Regions from separate parts of the Triticum aestivum genome. Here region 2 is linked to region 1. Evidence: chromatin contacts called from public Hi-C data. All regions are on one chromosome and are shown on one strand. The core of a region is the stretch at or near the end of the contact, and the rest is flanking DNA. Distances in the headings are between cores, read along the strand shown. Region 1 holds the start of LOC123045684 (probable inactive receptor kinase RLK902). Region 2 holds the start of LOC123045685 (protein FLOURY 1).

Region 1 (4,482 bases), core at 220-2,719:
AGAGGCTCCCCGTGGCGACGAACTCGTACACCATGAGCCGCTCGTCCTTGCTGAAGTAGTAGGCCTGCAGGGGCACGACGTTAGGATGGTCCAGCCCACCGATCGCCGCGATCTTGTCCCGGAACTCGCGCTCCGGCAGCGACGTCTCCTTGAGACGCTTCACCGCCACCGCGGGCGCCGTCTCCAGCGCGGCCTTGTACGTGGTACCGTACGTGCCCTTGCCAAGAACCTCGGCGGACGCGCGGAGCAGGTCCTCCAGATCGTACGGCCTCGGCACCCTCCCGAAGAAGAAAAGCTTCTTCCGCCCCACGGAGACGGGGGCGACCGGAGGCGGCATTGAAGCGGGCGGAGGCGGCCGCGCGTCGGAGACCCGAGGAGTGTAGCTATTCGGGCTCATTGCCTCTTTGCTGTGCAGGGCCAGCTCCGCCGCGACGGCGTCCTGGCTGCGGTAGGTTCTTTTTGGCTTGCGGCGCAGGGCGCCACAGGCAATGACCAGAACAGCGGCGATAAGCAGGAAGCCCAAAGCGCAGCCGATCACAATGCCCGCGATGGCACCGCCGGCGAGGTGTCGCCGGCCACGGCCGTTTCCCGCGACCACGGCTTCGGGGGCAACCGTGGGAGGCTGGGACGGTGGTTGGGTAGATGGTGTTCGACACGGTGGGAGGGGCTTGCCACACAGTGTCGTGCCGAGGAAAGATGTGGCGGGCATGCCGCCGAAGCCTTTCGGAACCTCGCCGGTGAGGTCGTTGAAGGAGACGTTAAAAGACAAGAGGGATGGCATGTCGACGTTCGGCAGCTCTTTGGTGAAGAGGTTGCCCTCCAAGAAGAGCAGCTGCAGCTTCCCGCTCTTGGCAATGGCGGGCGGTATTCTCCCGGAGAGCCGGTTTTCAGCGAGATTTAGCTGCGTCAACGCCGGGAGGGAGAGAATCGCGGCCGGGAGCTCACCGGAGAAGTGGTTGGACTGCAGGTTGATGACCCGCAGCTTGACGCAGGAGGCCAGGTCGGCCGGCAGCGGGCCGGAGAGCGCGTTGAAGCGCAGAGACAGCACGGTGAGCCTGGTGAGGCCGCCGAGCGCGCCGACGGGGACGGAGCCGCGGAGGCCGTCCCCGGGCAGGTGGAGCCCCGTGACTCGGCCGCCGGAGCAGACGACGCCGGTCCAAGAGCACGTCTGCCGGGACGCGTTCCAGGACACGGACGCCGACCCGAACGGCGCGATGAAGGCCTGCAGCGCCGCGGTGTCGGACGCCAGGTCCTCGGCGCCGCGCGCCGCGCCGAAGGCCACGGCCAGGAGCAACGACAGCGCGGCGGCTACCGGCGGAGGCATGGCTGCGGTGGTCCCTTCCCTGGGCCGATCACACCATGTGAGAGGGTTGGAAGAGGAGAGGTGGGGAGGGACGAAACAAGAAAGTGGAATATAGGAAAGAAGCTTCACAAATGGCTCGTTTAGCGACAAGGGGAAGAAGACTTGAGGAGGGCGGGCGGACTCGCTTCCACAAAACGATGTCGCAAATCCGCAACCACATTCTTGGTCTGACTGTTCTCGACCGTCCGATGAAACGTTGGACGGCTGAGGTTTGCACGCCTGCCCGCTGCCATTGATCCTACTCCTGGTCCAGTTGACGCTGACGGTACGAGACGATGATCTGGAGCACAACTCAACTCAACAGTGCGCGAAAACGATCAGCGAAACAGTTGCTCGTTTGAATTTTGGTCAGTTGTTGCTAGCTGCTGATATCGAGATCCACTGCTTTGTAGGCCAATGTGATAAACACGAATCCCTGGCCATTTTCCTGCTGTCAGCAGACATATCCCCAGTGCAGTTCGCTTCGTGGACTGGTTCAGTTGATGATGCGTGGAGCTGTGGACGTGGACGTGGACGGCGTCGTGCAGCCGTGCGCGACGAAGTAAACCGGTCCCTGAAGGCCGGAACCGTAACTGTCGAGAGGTTTATGAGCGTTGTGTGGTGGCCTGTAAATGTCATGATGGCGTCAGGTGCAGGAAAAATTTGAGCGAGTGTGTGAGGATCGTCTGTCAGTTACCGTCCGTTGAGCGAGTAACTTCTCGGCAATGCTGAGCTAGGAACGCGCATTTCCTTCGCAAGTGCAGAATTGAATTGGCCAAACGGCCAAAACAATTAGGAATAGCCGAGAACGAATGGTGGTCAGAGCCAGTCACATCGCGTCCTTCGTTTATCGACAGATTTTGCAAGCGATGGGATGCAAAATTTAAGAGCCAAGTATTTTCTCGATGGTGATCTGTTGAAATGCAAACTTTTAAAAAGGGCTCCTCTATTACTTGGCAAAGTATTATGACGAGAGTTAATTCGTTAAAGCATGGTTATATCTGGCGAGTGGACAATGGACCAAATATTGCTATTTGGGAAGATGAATGAATCCCAAATTGCGAGAATAGGAACATTATTACTCCAAGAGGGGGACACCTCTATCAAGGTTCTTTGATCTTATTGCTTCCAGTCACTAGTTAATGGGATGAAGACCTGATGAAACAAATGTTATGGCCAATTAATGCTCAGCGGGCCCTTGAGATTTCTCTTTCTTTGCATGATATGTCAGATTTTATAGTGTTGAGCTACAAAAAAAAGTTCACTGTCAATCAGCTTATTTTATGGAATGAGACTACCAACAAGGGAGTAAACTTCGACATACTAATGGTTCGAGACAAATTGATGTTAATCCTATTTGATCTAACATTTCGAAATTATCTTGTTCGACAAAAGTTAAAATCTTTATTTGGCGCACGTTGTATGGCACTCTCTCTTATCGTGTTACACTTGCCAATAGACATTTGAAAGTATTGCTCCAATGCCCATCTTCTTCTCATGAGTCAGAAGGTACAAAGCACCTATTATTTCAGTGCCGGAAAGCTAAGGACGTATGGAGTAAGCTCGGGATGGATAAAGTGATTAAAGGAGCCTGTGAAAGATCGTGCATGTGAGGCTTTCATTGAGTTCTTACTTCTGCTACCAGACCAAGATTTCTCCATTCCGGGTCTCCAGAATGTTCGTGAATTGATAGCCATTACAACTTAGTTTTTGTGGTAGGAAAGGTGTAAACCGGTTCATGAGGGGACAACTTAAGATGTGTATCAAATTTCTATGGGGATTCTATGAGGGGACAACTTAAGATGCTCTAACGACAAATTACGTTAATGCATCTTCCCCCAATGCTACAAGTAAAAGAGGGGAATGGACTCGGCCTCCTAGGGATTTTGCAAAACTTAATATTGATGCATCTTTTGATCAAGACATGATTAAGGGCATGGCATCGTCATTAGAGATGATAAAGGGGATTTTATTGTTGGCGGAAATTTAAGAATCGAGTGGTGTGCAGATGTCCGATGGCTGAAGTTCTGGTGCTAATATTCAGCCTAAGCGTTGCGCAAAAGGCGGACGGCAACCGTCTCATTACTAATTCTGATTGTGGAGATCATTGATACCATGAAGAATGGAGGACATTCTGTGAAAACGGCGATGGTAGTTTTTGATGATTGTTATTTTTTTGCTTGTGATTTTTCTCGTACTAGTTTCGAACATTGTAGTAGCGGAGCGAACAAAGTTGCTCATGAGTTTGTTAAGTTAGCTAGATTTTCTTCAACTAACGATTGGCTTGAGGAGCCTATGAGCGAAATTGTACTTCTCCTTACGGACGATGTAACTATTAGTATTTCGAACTAATAAAATTTAACTTTCAAAAAAAAAATGGGATACAAAATTTAAGTTCACTTCTGTTGCTTCCTCTCATTACAGAAGCTCGACGAAGTGATCCTGATTAGGCTCGACTATTGAAGTTACAACATATCATAGATGCAAACATTACACCCCGCAAAAAGAAAAGGAGATGCAAACATTACAACTGCTCTTGGCAATGGAAGTCCCAATCCTGATAGCTGGCTCTTTTTTTATGACAGTGTGGCGCCTTTGCAGAAAAGAAGTTGCCGCGCATTGACGCGTATATGGATAGCGCACATACACATCATCCAGATTAAAGATAGACGCATCAAAATACAGCACAGGGCGTGGACTTTGGTCACGCTCAAACACACGGCCATGGAGACGCTGACCTTCCGCATGGTGGGGCGCCTTCAACTGCTTTCCCATTTTGAGGACACATATTTTTCTCAGATCGTGCGGTACGTACCGTTGACTGAAAGGCATTCTGTTTGATGCAATCATGTCGCATACGCGGCTACGATCCAAGAAAAGAGATTATATGCTTTCTGTTGCTGGCTAGGCCAAACTGCCGGTTTGTAAGGCCAACTTCACCGCGCGACCCCAAACGGACGTCCGTTTTGTTCGGTTTCGGTCCGTTTGGGTAGGAGTTTCGGGTCGTGTCCGAGCTTGTTCTGGGATGCGGTGGCCGTGCGCCCAGCGCGCGGCCGCATCCATTTGCCCCATCCTGTCCACGTATATTTCTTTGTAAGTTCTTAAACTTTTTCTATCATTCATTTTCGATACATAACAAT
Region 2 (4,545 bases), core at 366-2,865, 370 kb after region 1:
AGCACTGCAACTAATATGTTAGTTGTGAGATGATGTATTACAGAACGAGTAAAGAAACTTGCCGGTAACGAGATTGAACTAGGTATTGGATACCGACGATCGAATCTCGGGCAAGTAACATACCGATGACAAAGGGAACAACGTATGTCGTTATGCGGTCTGACCGATAAAGATCTTCGTAGAATATGTAGGAGCCAATATGGGCATCCAGGTCCCGCTATTGGTTATTGACCGGAGACGTGTCTCGGTCATGTCTACATTGTTCTCGAACCCGTAGGGTCCGCACGCTTAAGGTTTCGATGACAGTTATATTATGAGTTTATGAGTTTTGATGTACCGAAGGAGTTCGGAGTCCCGGATGAGATCGGGGACATGACGAGGAGTCTCGAAATGGTCGAGACGTAAAGATCGATATATTGGACGACTATATTCGGAGTTCGGAAAGGTTCCGAGTGATTCGGGTATTTTCGGGAGTACCGGGGAGTTACGGGAATACGGGAGAAGTAATGGGCCTTGATGGGCTTTAGTGGGAAGAGGAAAAAGGCTGCTGCGCCCCCCCTCCCCTTTGGTCCGATTTGGACTAGGGAAAAGGGGGCCGGCCACCTTTCCTTCTCCTCCTATTCCTTCTCCCTTCCTCCCCTCTTGATGGACTCCTACTAGGACTTGGAGTCCTAGTAGGACTCCCATCCTGGCCGCACCAATAGCCTTGGCCGGCCTCCTCCTCCTCCATCCTTTATATACTGAGGCAGGGGGCACCCCATAGACACACAAGTTGATCCCCGTGATCGTTCCTTAGCCGTGTGCGGTGCCCCCCTCCACCATATTCCACCTCGGTCATATTGTTGCAGTGCTTAGGCGAAGCCCTGCGACGGTAGAACATCAAGATCGTCACCACGCCGTCGTGCTGACGGAACTCATCCCCGACACTTTGCTGGATCGGAGTCCGGGGATCGTCATCGAGCTGAACGTGTGCTCGAACTCGGAGGTGCCGTAGTTTCGGTGCTTGATCGGTTGGATCGTGAAGACGTACGACTACTTCCTCTACGTCGTGTCATCGCTTCCGCAGTCGGTCTGCGTTGGGTACGTAGACCACACTCTCCCCTCGTTGCTATGCATCACATGATCTTGCATGTGCGTAGGAAAATTTTTGAAATTACTACGAAACCCAACAATGACCACTCGCGAAGAGTTGATGCTAACAGCAAGCCATATACCATATGAACCTTTCAAATACGTGGATGATTCTAGAAAACAACAATACATTCGCTCTACCATAGCAGGCACATTCAGTTGGTCGAGCCAAGAATTTTCTCCTTGGTATTCATTGGTATTCATTTGTGCAATGCAATAGCAACATACAATTAGCAATAGTATACCAACCGATCAACAATTATTTGATATTTTATTGAATGCCCCGGCGTCACCACTAGGCACAGTAGCTATGAGTCCCAGCTATTTGGGTCTATATTGATTCTTGATTTTGAGATTCACAGGTTTAAACTACTACTTAGTCCGTCCCATAATGTAAGACTTTGTTAACATTATGGAACGGAGGATATAATCATATAAACAAAATTCCATGATTTTGTTTTATAAATAACCCCATGCTCCCATCCACATATCCGCTCGTTCAAAACACACCCCCGAACTCGAACTCGTCTAAAACATTCCCGGAACTAGTACACCTAAACCAGGTCACAGTCCCAAAAAAACATGTTACGGACGCGTGGGACCCGTGTATTTGGTAGCCCACCTGTCATCGAATGGGTCAGCGTCTTGAGTAAAGAACCCTCAAAGTGGTACCGACTACGACTACCCATGTCCCTTCATTTTCGGCGGCCCCCACGCGTCCCGCAACCCACGAACCGACAATGTGGACCCACACAAATCATGAGACCCACAGGGCAGCGATACCGCCCACGACTTATCCGAAGAAATCTCCCTTCCTCTACTGAACCAGAACCCTACTGCCGCGGCGCGGACTGCCCGGCTCCTGGCCATCCCCCAGACTCTTCATCATCTCCCCCAAATCCCCGCGCCGATCGATCTCCAAGATTTGCCCTGGCCCCGAGCGATCCCATCTCCCCAATCAGAATTCTATTCGCCTGAATCGGAGCAGGACTGGTCAAAGTTCCGTCGTCATGGGCGGCTGGAACCGCATCTCCAGTGCCGGTGGTCTACTGAAGCCGCTCGCCGGCGTCCCTTTCGCCTCCATGCCCGGCGCCGGCGCCGCCTACTTCCTCGTCGGCTCCGCGCTCGGGGTCTTCGCGATGCTGCACGCTTCCGAGTCTGAGGTCGGCCGCGAGTGGGCCTCCGCCGCGCACTGGGCCGCCCTCTCCCGCTCCGTGGGCGCGCACCACGTGCTCGTCGTAATGTCCCTGTTCTACCTGGCCGCCATGGTCTGGCGCCTCGGCAAGCGCTGCGACGCGGTGGAGGGGCTCGTGGGGAGCGCGGGCGCCACCGTGCAAGCGGTGCGCGTCAGAGGCGTCGTCTGCACCATGTGTGGGAGTGGGACGAAGGCGCGGGCTCTGAAGAACGGCAGCTCGGGCCACACCGTGGAGCGCGCCCGGTCTGGCAGCTGCTCTGACAAGCCTGTTTCGAGGTCGCTGGCTTCTGAGCTGGAGCAGGAGGCCAACACGGAGGACGAGGACATCGCGAGCGAGGTGAACGGCGCGGAGGAGGGCAGCGTGGAGCGGCTCAGGCGGCGGCTCGTGCGGGAGAGGAGGCTGAAGGAGGCGGCGCTAGAGGAGCTGGAGAAGGAGAGGCGCGCGGCGGCCTCTGCGGCTGACGAGGCCATGGCCAAGATCGCGTGCCTGCGAAACGAGAAGGCACTGGTGGAGCGCGAGGCCAAGCAGTTCCGGGAGATGGTGCAGCAGAAGCAGATGTACGACAGGCAGGTGATTGATTCTCTTCAGTGGATGATCAATAAGTTTGGCATGCAATCCGGGGAGCCAGAGTTCTCATCCGAGCGAGCCGTGTCAGACACAAGCGAGGACGACCGAGACAAGCGGTTGTAGATCCTTCTTCCTGGTAGCTCAATGGAGCAGAAACGTTGGCCTGAAGCTGGGGAAGTTCTTGACAGTTCAGGTTCTTCATTTTGTATGGCATTCAGCAGCCATATAGGGCCTCCCAATGCCCAAATTTTGATAGCTGGTGCTGCTGTGAGATTACTCAAGCAGGCAAAACTCTGCAGAGATATATGTAATATCCACCTGTAAATATACCATCCTTTGCAAGCTCCTAAGATGTGATTAATAATCGTACTAGATGCTTCAACTGCACAAATGCTCAATGCTATCTGCGGGACCCTTTTAAGTCTTATTATTGTGAACTCAATAGATGTGCGTGCTAGTCTTTTGGACATGATAATGGATTTCTAAATGCAAAAATCTTCCAGTTTCGAGTAAGTCCCAGCTTTGGAATACCTCAAAAGGCGTTTACGAGTTTTGACTGTGTTGATTTACAAGCCACATTTGCTTTCTCGCTTGATTTCTTCATGATCAGGCTGAACTTGAAAACAGGGAGGGTTCAGCTATTTCCATTTTTATTGTGCTGGCCAGCACTGCTGTTTAATTGTTCTTGGACGGTGAAATCTTGGTTTGCTAGTTTTTCTGTGTCTGATTCGTGCTTCTATTGGCAGTCTTGCATACTAGGGCACTGTATTACTTCACTGGTTGCTAAGCTATTCGCTAAAAGTAATAATTAAGATACTATAAAGTCAGCTATCGATTGTAAGTTAGATAATTCACATTGGCAATTATTTTTCACCATATGAAGATATTTACGTCGAAAGATATTTTTGCAGTGGTATTTCTTCTAAAAAAGCATTGTAGTGGCATATGCTAATTTGAAGCCAATTTACAGGTTCTCAAATTAAGCAAATCTCATAGATAGTACTCCCTCCGTCCGGAAATACTTGTCGGAGGAATGAATATATCTAGACGTATTTTAGTTTTAAATACATCCATTTTTATGCATTTCTTCGACAAGTATTTTCGAACGGAGGGAGTACATATTTACTGTGCTGGTGACGTGTTTTGCACTGTAGTATGATATAGATTCATTAGGCAAACTTGCATCCGGTGGTAGACAACGGTAAATAGGATCGGTGAGTTTTGATCCAAGAATTTCCTTCCTGTTTGGATAGCTCTTCGTCCAAGAGCCCCTGAGCCGACTATCTCCTGGCAGCTAATCAGTAAACGACTTCTTCGTAACAGTTTGAAGATTGGAGTTGCCCTCTGGCTGGACTGCCCAGTTTTCTTCATCAGTTCCAGATGTGTGTATAGCGCTGAAGCCACTATTGCTGGCACAAATACACTTTGTTCATCAAGCAGTCTGTCATTCATTGGCAAAGTCAGCATTCATTGTAATTTTTAGCTTCCCTCACTGAAGTTTGCCAAAATCAATATTTGCTTTCTATTTCTAGTTTTTAACTAAGGGGATGCGGATACATACTTCTTTTTTAGAACTTGATGTAGATAATAAGAAATATGATGAGTACCTGCTAATATACTTTCCTCTGGTAGGCTTTGTTGTGCCCTAGTC

Evidence for each region. A called contact is a pair of places that touch in the nucleus more often than the background predicts.
Region 2: a Hi-C map of leaf shows a contact between it and region 1, with 3 times the contacts expected there. The contact joins the promoter of LOC123045685 here to the promoter of LOC123045684 in region 1. A contact is called at or near these places in 2 of 5 Hi-C or Micro-C datasets (leaf and an unstated tissue).

Annotation. Positions count from the first base shown.
Region 1 is chr2B:499,822,106-499,826,587 of IWGSC CS RefSeq v2.1, forward strand. It overlaps LOC123045684 (probable inactive receptor kinase RLK902), which reads right to left and starts at 1,470. Exons shown (of 2, transcript XM_044468829.1): 1 at 1-1,470. The coding sequence starts at 1,324.
Region 2 is chr2B:500,194,291-500,198,835 of IWGSC CS RefSeq v2.1, forward strand. LOC123045685 (protein FLOURY 1) reads left to right here and starts at 1,616. Exons shown (of 1, transcript XM_044468830.1): 1 at 1,616-3,336. The coding sequence starts at 2,142. The coding sequence ends at 3,017.